Regions from separate parts of the Gossypium hirsutum genome. Here all the other regions are linked to region 3. A link is a contact called in public Hi-C data. All regions are on one chromosome and are shown on one strand. Each heading gives the region's core, a stretch centred on a gene start, on an enhancer-like site or on the middle of the called end of the contact. The rest is flanking DNA. Distances are from core to core; before and after follow the strand shown. Region 1 holds the start of LOC107952485. Region 2 holds the start of LOC107952073. Region 3 holds the start of LOC107952077 (long chain acyl-CoA synthetase 4). Region 4 holds the start of LOC107952075 (receptor-like protein 53).

Region 1 (2,700 bases), core at 115-2,614, 180 kb after region 3:
TCTTGAGCCCAACCCCAAGGCAATCCCTTCCAAAGCCATCGCATTCCTGTTACCACTATTATTATCCAGGTTGGGTTCTAAAATAAGCCAGCAGTTTTTTTAAAAATCGGGCCTGGTCCGGTATTAGGGCCTACAACCTTTTGTTTGCCCTTATTGGAATTTTTTACAAAATCATTCAGCCTATTAATTTTCGGGTCAACGCCTTTAATATACTGATTTCTGGGAGAAATTTCTTTCTCTTTAGAGTTTTGAAAGTCTGCCACTTCTCCATCATTAAATTCATTGTTTAAATCCCTATTATTTAGGCAACTGAATCGGGATCCTTCCCTTTTCTTTTCTTGAATTTCGGCAGATTTTTGAAAATTATCACGAAATTTATGCCTTGATTTCCTCTCAACAATCATCCACAACCCGTAACTCTCGTCTTTCTTCTCCGATTCTTCCATGGCCAACTTCTGGTTTTCCGGTACCGTTGCAGACAAATCATGATTCGCCTCAACCGTGGGTTTAGGACTTTTAAAAATACAGAGATTTTCCACATGTCCATACCTTCCAAAATGAAAACAGATAGTAGATAAAGCTTCATATTCCACTTTTTGCGTTCTACCATTGATCAAAATTTGTGATACCAAAGGTTCGCCCAGATTAACATAAACTGTTAATCTAGCAAAATGTCCCCTCGTCCTGCTGTCGGTATTTAAATCAAGCTTAACCACTTTACCAACTACTTCCCCAAATTCTGAAATGATTTTCCTGTTATATTAGTAGCTCGAAAGAGCTAGGAATCTGATCCATGCCATCACAACTCTTGGAAAATTCTGAGAAGGACCGAAACCCATCGTCTATGGTTGTACTGTCAAATACTGACCAAATATGATCGATGGTCCTTCAGCTAGGGCCTTTTTGAAATCCATCTTATTTTGAAATTTCACTAGAAAGTATCCATTCTCGATATCCATCATGTGCATAGGTGCTGTGGGTCTCCACAAATCGTAAATTTTATTCTGCAAAACTGTGAATCCCATATTCCGGCCTAGAAGTTTTAAAATCACAGTATTATCCATGCCTTGAACAAGGATTTGATGGATTCTGTCTGAGAAAGTTATGGAGGGTACGCCATTCACAAATGTCTTTTGGACGTCCCCTTCCAATATATCAATATTATCATTATCAACCAAACTATTGAAGACATCTTTTGAGGACTGTCCGACGAGTTTATCTCTCCAAGAAGTGAGTTGATCTGAGGGCGTATCGACCATTATTCCGCTCGTCGCCTCCTCTTCCTTATCCCGAAATCTGACCTTCTTAGGAATCAATTCCTCAACAATAGAACTTCCAAGACCAGAGTTCTCACCAAAAGTCATTTTTTTTTAATTTTAATTTTTTTAATTTTAAAATTTTATGATAATTTTTTATTCAAACATAAAATCAATGTCCAAATTCTTTAATGAACAAATTTACACTTAGAAATAACAATATCATTATAGCATAAAATAATTATGATTGGTATAAATATTGTTCAATATTAATATGATGGCTTTCTAAAATTAAATTTCAGTAAGGAACTTAAAGTGACAAACACAATTAAAAAAGTATTCAGAATTAATTATTGATAGAAAAACTATCAAATACAATAAAAAAGAAGTCCAAAATCATAATAGTAAAATAAAGAAAAAAAAGCACTTGCTCGATAGTTGAATAAAAAACATTGAAATAAAAAATATAATTACCATAAAAAAATTAACAAAAAGCCAATAAAGAAAAAATATTTATTAAATAATATATATTTTAAAATACTCAATTTGTCTTTAAGAAATATATTATATTCTCGTATTGCCACTATTTACTCATAAAAGTTGCTCAAATTATATATTAATTGATGGCTTTCGAATCCATAAAAAATAATATTTTTTATGTTTAAACCATAAATAAATAGCAATATAGAGAGTACGACCGATCCTACAGAGATTAGAATATCTAAAATTGTTGTTTCGGTTTAACTAAGTTGTGCACCAGACAATTATTATGCCCACAACATGTGACGATTTGTGCAAAAGTAAAAATGATGGATTTAAATATGATAAAGGTAAAAATAATTAAAATCTAGATAACAATAGAAATAAGCATAAAAGAAGTTAAATTAAATAAACCAATATAATGAAATTTCTAGCTTCAATCTCGATTTTGCCATGATTTCAAACTGATACTTGATAATAAGTCTCCTCCTTTAACTGAAAAGTCGATTATAGTGAATGAGGACGCCCAGACCACCAATCCTTCTGTAGTTTTACTTAACGAATAACCACGAAACACGTGTCCATGATTTAGCTCTTCAGTAGCTTTGGAAACTAGAAGGGTCTAACTTGAACCAACAACCTCAACTGCGCAGGTTGTTTAAACCTGATTGCTATTTCCTTTGACGGATCCAACTAACCACTTAATTGGACACACCAACGTGTTCTCCGATAGACCAAATATGATAGACGATCATATCACTTCTTCCAACTCTATGTTTATCAACACCGAATTAATGAGCTCTTTTTAATTTGATATCAATACAATTTTATAAGACGATGATACTTATATCTTAAATTAGAAAAATAACAAATACCAATACGGAAGTTTTTAAGTGTGGTTACGAATTTATTAACTCTCTACCGGCCTAAAACTAAATATAAATTTTAAATTAAAAGTTTAACA
Region 2 (2,700 bases), core at 32-2,531, 210 kb before region 3:
AATTATCAAAACAAAATAAACCTAATTGGACTATATGTTATTATTTGCATCTAATAATAAACAAAAAAATGTTAATAAAAAAATATAACAGAAACAAACCTCCACACTTTCTTTCAAACAAAAATAGTACCTTACAAAAATAATTTTTAAAAAAAATCAAACTATCAATAAATCAAAAACATTTGTCCAAAAATTCAAAAACAACAAAAATTAACATTTATAACTTATAAATCACAATAAACACTGAACTAAACGAATATTTTATGAATACTAAAAAATTACCTTTTTTGATATTTTTTGTTAAAATCCTAAACAAAATTCTCTTTTGATCTTTTTTTATATTTTTTTCAAACCCTAAACAAAACTCTCTAATCCTTTTTAACCTTAAAAAAAACCCCTTAATTCTTTTTTTCTATACCCTAATAAAAAAACCCTGTAATCGCCTTTTTATTCAAACCCTAAACTCTAACAAAATCCTTTTGTTCAAACCTCAAATCCTTAACAAATGTTTTTTTTTCCGGCTCTTCTCTATTTTGTAAATCTTTTTTTCTGTTTTTTTCCTTCTTCTCATTCTCTTCTCTTTTGATCTAATCTGTTTTCTTTTTTCTTTTTTTTTCTTTTTCACTTTGAGGGACCATGGTTATAAGGTCCCACAAACCCAATTTCACAAGACCTTAAGGGTCTCGTCCCATCACGACGCAGTAGTCGAGGGAATTAGGGTTGACACGATGCCACCTGTCAAGAGGGCTTCACCAGTGTCGCCTGGCACCCACCCTTCACCCAATTTTTTCGATTTTTCTTTTTGTTCATTTTCATTTTATATTTATTTTGTATTTATACTCACCTATTAAAAAAGTGTTTTTTTCACTATCAGTTAGAGAAGTCTGAAAATAGAGGTGGTGCCACCTATGCACCACCCTCTACCATCCCTGATATACCATTTTCGTAAATAATTCAGTTGGTTACCATTTTAGAATTTTTTTTTATATTATATATGCAAAAAAGCATAAATCTAAATTTGTTTTAAAGATAATTAATACCTAAACTTGAATATCTTACTTATATTGATACATGACTAATGTTGTTGGTTTTGTGTTCACACGTGCTATAAAAATATAAAAAAATTCGTAAATTAAAAAAGTTATTAATAATTAACGTTGCTTCAGAAACAGGAAAAGAAGATTTGCGATGCGATCCAAAACAAATGTCAATTATGCAACCTATATCCTTGGAACTCTGTTCCGTTTATATTATAACTCCTAAACGCCACCGTTTCCTTTCTCGGTTCAAAGTCTCCCTTTTTTTTCTCCCCCAGTTCCTATTCTGACTTTTTTTTTTTTAATCTACCCTTGTATGTCTGAGCTTCTTCTTTTTTCTCTAAAATATTGATGAAAAATCAAGTATTTCAAGTTTGGAAGTGGTGAATGTGGAAGCTGTCCAAATTAGTGTACAAAAAAAGGTCTCCTTTTTAAGGTTAGAAACCTTCAACCTCTTCTTCTTCTTCATATGTATTTAGACTGTTTTGAGGTTGCTTTTGATTAATTCTGTGATGAAAAGGTTCTTATTCTAGCACAAAAATTGGGTTTATGTTAAATATGGAAAGAAATTATGTTTCTTTGACGGGATTTTTTCTACTGCTAGTTGTTGTCGATTGCTCAAGTTCTGATCCAAAGGTGAGTTTTTTTTTTTAAAACGGAGAATGTTGATTAAATTGTTTAATTTCATTCATGGGATCAAATAAAATTTCTCATTGATTTTTCCTTTTTAGGGGAATGAACAGACTGGTTTAAATCAGAAATTAGATGGCACAGTGGAACCGGTGAAAGAAAATGGTAATTCTAAATCTGTTTCAGATTCAATTGGAATTAAAAACTTGAAAGGAAATGGAGGAGATCAAACTAATGGATCAAAATGAGATATTGGGAGTTTTACAAGTAAGAGTAATTTGAAACTGCAATCAGGTTCAAATGGAGGTGAGAATTTGGTGAAGGATGGGAAAGATTCAAGTAGTGAAGCAGAAGGAAAGTCAGACAATGAACAAGGAGGTGATATTGAGCACAAGGGTCGGGAAGAATCACATGTTGAAACCGGAGGAAAGACCAATGGTGGAGAAGGTGATAATGTGCAAAAGGCTTAGCAAGAATCACATTTTGATGCCGGAGGAAAGGCGGATGGTGGAAAAGGTGATAATGAGCACAAGGGTAAGGACGAATTGCGGTTTGAAGCCGGAGGAAAAGTGGACAATACAAAAGGTGATAACGAGTAAAAGGGTAAGGAAGAATCGCAGTTTGAAGCCAGAGGACAGGCAGATGGTGGAAAAGGCGATAAGGAGGGTCAGGAATCCAAAGGAGCAGTAGATGGTGCGAAAGAAGGTGATAATGAGCAAAAAGGTCAGAAAGAATCAAATCTTAAAACCAGAGGAGAGACGAATGGTGCAAAAGAAGGTGATAACATGCAAAAGGGTTTGGAAGAATCAAAACATGATAACAAAGGGAATACAGATGGTGAGATAGAAGGTAACAATGTGCCAAAGGATCAGGAAAAGTCAAATATTGAAGCCAAAGAAAAGATGGATGGTGAAGAAAAGGAAAAACCCGATGATAGTGAAGATCATAAGGAAGTTAAGTCCGAGAAAGACAAGACCCAGAAGTTGGTTATGCCACCACCACCACCAACATGGAAAGATGGTTTTCGGGGTGA
Region 3 (2,700 bases), core at 200-2,699:
TATGATCCAAAGAAACAAGTTATAGCGACATCTAAGTAACTTGAGATGTCCACTGTGCAAATCAGATGAAACATGCCAGAATGATCATACCTCCATGCTTATTATCCATTCTGGGCAATTGGCACCATAAATACCACACTTTCCTCCCTGTAAGCAAGAATAGAAAGCTTAACATTATTTTTTTTAAAAACGCATCAATTGTGGGTGGATATTGACCCCAGAAATAGTATATTTGTTATAAAAAAAATTGACAATAATTTTACAATTAAAAAGAGAAAAAGAAGTTAAAGCATTACTTCCACAACATCACAACTTCGGATGGAATTCCCAACTTTTATTACAATGTCATAAACTTCTCTGTAAGTTTGCCACACGTATTTTCCAGCCTGCAATCAAAGCAGGTCAATTTAGATACATGAACTAAAAGTCAAAGGCAGCACTACAAACAGAACGCAAAAGTAACAAGAAAAAAGGAAACTGCAGCAGCAACATACTTTCCCATCCACAATCTGTCGGCGACCAAGCATACGGTTGTCAGGATATTTCTCAACTGACATACTGCAAGGAGAAAATGAAATCGAAATCATCATCCTCAAATAAAACATTACTTTTTCGTAAATAGGAGTTGTCATACAGTTAGTTAGCAAGTTCAATCAGCCCGTATCTACGATTCAGCTAAGTTATAAGGAGGCAATATTTTAATCTCCACATGACAGAAGCATCAAAACCAAAATAATTACTACTATTAAACAATTTATTTCACAGTTTTACATTGAGTTGAATGAAAGCCATCGATCTTTCAGCTATAAGAATGGAAATACCAGTAACTCGATTCTTGCTCTGTGTGAGCGTTAAAATTCAATAGTTTCAAATATTAGGCGTTTCGATCTGCATATAATTTTCTCATAGGATCCTTAAAAATACGTTTCTCGATTTCATCGCCACTTCGGCGCGAAATAAAAAAATAACACAGCCAACAAATTAAAAGAAAAATCTACTCAACTTAAAAAAGGGGAAGTAAAAATTCAAAAAAAATGGCAACTATTTCGAAAGCCATCTGAAATCAAAGCAAAGAATAGAAGAAGTCAAATCTTCTCCTAGTTTCCTTATTTTCTTAGCAGCCAAGCAAGAAGCTTAAAGTAAAAAAGAGAAAGCTAAAAACGAACCGGAAAATGTCCCAGCAACTCTCCATTCCAGGAATCGGAGCAGGGAATCCATTAGCAGCGAAAGAACTGCGATAAACAGGACCGATCGACGGCTGTCCATCGCTGGCGTCTTTACCTTTCTCTACCTCTATTACAAAATTATTTCCAGCCATTTGATCAAAATGTCCAAAATCAAACGATCCTTAGCTAGCTTTCCCTTTTATATATTCTCTCTTACAGCTCTCAATATATATGGAGGGCTCTGAGAGTGAAATGTGGAGAAGAATCTTGAGAAAATATATAGCGCCTAATTATTAGGTGGCTGTAGGTGACCGGTAAGAACGCTGTTTCTTTTTTATTATTAATTTTTATTTTTTTTTTAAGCTTGGGCAAGTATTTATACTGTAATATTAATAAAATATATATATTACTCAAATTTTGTATGAATTAAAGTAATATGTACTAAATAAATCAATTTATTTTTAATTTTTATTTATTATCCAGTTAAATTTATTTAATAAAATTAAAATATTTATATAATTTTCTGCTAATAAAATATTTAGGGCTTTGAAAATCACATAATTTAACATTTCATTTATTTTCAAATAATTTAAGTCAAAGTTTATAATTATAAATTAAGTAAATTTTATTAATAATAAAAATAAATTTAAAATTTTTAAAAATAATAATAACCAATTCTTTATTTAAATTATAATTATTAGGGTTCTACTTTTAAAACTAGTTCCAACTTTGTACAGGAGAAGAGCAAAATTAAAAGGTCAAAGAAGGACCACTTTGGATCTGTGGTGTGTCAGACAGTTCAGTTCGTATTAGATTTTAGTTTTTGATAAGCTGGGCTCACGATTGGAGGTTTTTTCTCAAATATTACTTTTTTTATTTTATTATTTATCAAAATATTTTTTTGTAATTTTTTCTTATTTCTCAATTTTTTTTTTATATTTGGACTTCGGCACTTATTGAAGATAGTATTATATTTGAATTGATTTTTTTATCCATTCAATGGAATGTATTAATTTAATTTTTGTTATATTATATTTATTTACTAAGAAATAGTTCAAATTTTACATATATTGAAAAGTTAAAAGATAAATAATAATTGTATAAGTTAAGAATGCATAATATTTAATATATATTAATTTTATTCGAAAAAATATTTTTAATTAACTTTTTAATTTTAATATTAATTTAAACAAAAAAATCAAATTAACTATCAATAAGAAAGATGGTAATATGGGATATAACAAATTTAAATATTTGAATTTGAATTTTTTTAATATTTTTAAAATAATCTAATTACCTTTTTTTAATATTCAAAATTAAACATTAATATGTTTTAAAATTGAAAAAATATTTTTTAGCATTTTAAATAACTTATTTTTTGAATATTTAAATGTATTTAATGTTTAAAAGTATTTATTACATTTTTATAATTAAAAAGATATATTATCAATTTCAAAATATAAATTATTTTTTTTCAATGTTCCTTATTATTTAAGTCCTTGTAACTTTTATTGTAATATCATAAAATTATCAA
Region 4 (2,803 bases), core at 149-2,648, 130 kb before region 3:
AGCACTTAGTAGGCCTGTTCATGGGTGGGGCCACTTGGCCCGGCCGAAGGCCTATTCGAAATGTAAGAGGGTTTGGGCAAAAATATATGCCTAAAAAATGGGCTTGGACAAAAATTAAGGCCCGTCTAAAAATGGGTCGGGCCTCGAGTAAGACATTTTTCGTCCAAGCCGGCTTGAATTCACTAAAGGATAATTTTTTTAATATTATTTTTTATTGTTTTCTCCCTATTTTGCTACCATTTTACTATTATATTGCTACTATTTTGTTGTTATTGTTTGGATATTGTATAAAACTTATTTTATTGTTAATTTTATTATTATTTTAAAAATATTTGTTAATTTTGTTATTATTTTAGAGGCATTTGCTTGTTAAGTTGTATCTATCATAGTGTTATTTAAGTATACATATTTTGAAATTTTATTTTCAATTTGTTGGGAAATATTTATTTTGGTGTTTTTAGTATTTTTGATGTATTATATATATTTTAAAATAATATAAAAATTAATATGGGGGGCCGGGCTGGGCCTGAGTTATAACATTTTTATCTTGGTAGAACTTAGAAAAAACTTTAGGCACATTTTTAGGGTTGGGCCGGGCTCGAGCATAGCAAACAGGCTAAAATTTTTAGTTGAGCCCAACTTAGCCCGACCCATGCACACCTCGCAAGTGCATTTTGTTTTTGTTTTTATATTCTGATTGAATGATTTCTAAGTTTTAAGGTATTTCTTTTTTATAAATATTGTTGTTATTAATTTTTAAAATTTAGAATTTTTCATGTAAAAAATTGCACTTCCAAAGTAATGAAATTCCAAGAATTAAATTTTTTTTCATTGCAACACTAATTTTCCACTAAACCTGAATATTAATTCAGGTTCAGTATAATATTATTTATATAGTTACATGGTTGTTAAATAATTTTTTATTTTAAAATGTTACATTAATAAATTTTAAAAAAAATTAACAATTAAATCTAAAAAGTGTAAAGATTAAATTTATAGAAGTAAAAGTATAACGACTTATATTATATTTTAACATCTTATTAATTTTAATCCATATTTTATTATTTAATATAAACATAATTTGTAAAAGAAAAATTATATTGTTTATCCTCCCTATTATGATCAATGATCAGCATTCGTAATTATCTGTCTCTAAAGTTCGATTCCATGTTTTTTTTTTTAGAAATTCAATATGTTTTATTATTGCATGCGTTGGTAATTTATAAAATATTTTAATATTATTATTCATAATCCAAGTATTACCAGTTACCACTATTATTGATCTGGCTATCTATCCTGGGGAGCTTATACGCTTCGTTTTGGCATTTAGACAGATGTCAAAAATCTTGGACCGATTACATTTTGAGCCGAGTTCAAACGCGAATTTTAACCGCACCGCTTTTAATAATCCATTCAACAAATAAAAATAAAATAATCATTCCACTTTCTTCCACATTTCACAGTTCGTGAAGGGCAAGCAAACCAAAAAGCCTAAAATAGTTATTGACTTTGAACTTTATCTTTTCTTAGATTCAAGGATTGAAAGATCAAAGAGAAGCAAAACGAGAGCGTGATTTATCAAATTCGACAAAAAAAAAGTAATAAATCGAACGGAAATGGAGAAAGAGAGCGAGTTGATTCGGCGATGTATAGAAGCAGCTTGCCAAAGCAAAGAGAGCGTGGAGAAATGGCGGAGACAAAGAAGAACTCTGGAGCGATTGCCTTCTCACCTTTCTCAGTCTCTGCTTCGGAACCTCCTCCGTCGTCGCCTTCTCTTCCCTTCCTTGCTCGAGTACATTAACATTCCTTCATTATCACTTCAATTTTTCTTATATTTTTTTTCTGTTTTCTATTAGCTCAATTGTTAGATGTTACATTTCTAAACTAGATCTGAATTGTCTGCCAAAGAAGAATAAGCTGTGAATTGGAATTTATGTATTTTTATTTATTTTTCAGTTTAATTTTGAAACTTTGCTAACTGGTCCCTGTTGAAGTAGATTATTCATTTCATTTGATAATGCAGAGTGTTCAAATATAGTGTGGAGGAGATAGATCTTAGAGGAGAGAATTCTGTTGATGCGGAATGGATGGCGTATTTAGGCGCATTTCGTTATCTACGATTACTTAATCTCGGTGATTGTCACAGAATTAATAATTCTGCTATTTGGTCCATAGTAGGTATGTTTTTGAGTTTTTCATTTTTTAAAAATGTACAGAAATTATAAGAAGTTATCTGTTTGAATATGAAGCTATTTTAGATGCACTAAAAGAATAACTATTAAAAGAAATGGAGATCAAAGCTCATTTTTTTTTTCATATTGATAAGCTCAATATCTTTTAAAAATTTGTAGTTTTTTTTCTTTCTTTCGTGGTTTTAGGGATGACTAGTCTAAAGGAGGTGGACCTTTCGCGATGCATGAAGGTTACTGATGCTGGCGTTAAACACCTTATATCCATTTCAACTTTGGAAAAGTTATGGATTTCAGAGACTGGGGTAACTGCGAATGGGGTTGCGCTGCTTGCATCACTTAAGAATTTGTCTGTATTAGACTTGGGTGGTTTGCCTGTTACAGATTCCGCATTGAAGTCTCTTCAGGTATTCTTTCTTTACATGTACATATTCTGTATTCTTGCTTGAAAAGTTACTCTATATTTTATCATTGGCTGAAGGATGCAATAATCCATAATCATTTCTGAAATTACTGAGCATCTATGCCTCTTGAGTTTTGCTGGAGTCTGTGAACTTTGTTATGGTAAATACTGTTTCTTGTACGTACTTCATTTAGATGAGAACTTGGGTGTA

The links. Hi-C and Micro-C count contacts between places; a contact is called where the count stands out from the background.
Region 1: a contact with region 3 is called in a Hi-C map of leaf, with 1.9 times the contacts expected there. The contact joins the promoter of LOC107952485 here to the promoter of LOC107952077 in region 3. A contact is called at or near these places in 3 of 34 Hi-C or Micro-C datasets (callus, leaf and seedling).
Region 2: a Hi-C map of leaf shows a contact between it and region 3, with 2.6 times the contacts expected there. The contact joins the promoter of LOC107952073 here to the promoter of LOC107952077 in region 3. A contact is called at or near these places in 12 of 34 Hi-C or Micro-C datasets (anther, callus, fibers and 3 more).
Region 4: a Hi-C map of leaf shows a contact between it and region 3, with 3 times the contacts expected there. The contact joins the promoter of LOC107952075 here to the promoter of LOC107952077 in region 3. A contact is called at or near these places in 15 of 34 Hi-C or Micro-C datasets (anther, hypocotyl, leaf and 2 more).

The regions. Positions count from the first base shown.
Region 1 is chrA02:46,675,016-46,677,715 of Gossypium_hirsutum_v2.1, reverse strand. LOC107952485 reads right to left here and starts at 1,364. Exons shown (of 3, transcript XM_016887736.1): 1 at 869-1,364; 2 at 138-739; 3 at 1-46. The coding sequence starts at 1,364.
Region 2 is chrA02:47,068,715-47,071,414 of Gossypium_hirsutum_v2.1, reverse strand. It overlaps LOC107952073, which reads left to right and starts at 1,281. Exons shown (of 4, transcript XM_041085612.1): 1 at 1,281-1,473; 2 at 1,781-2,700. The coding sequence starts at 2,453.
Region 3 is chrA02:46,858,961-46,861,660 of Gossypium_hirsutum_v2.1, reverse strand. LOC107952077 (long chain acyl-CoA synthetase 4) reads right to left here and starts at 1,449. Exons shown (of 19, transcript XM_016887322.2): 1 at 1,167-1,449; 2 at 495-558; 3 at 297-386; 4 at 91-147. The coding sequence starts at 1,318.
Region 4 is chrA02:46,988,362-46,991,164 of Gossypium_hirsutum_v2.1, reverse strand. LOC107952075 (receptor-like protein 53) reads left to right here and starts at 1,398. Exons shown (of 8, transcript XM_041085603.1): 1 at 1,398-1,792; 2 at 2,024-2,178; 3 at 2,379-2,596. The coding sequence starts at 1,617.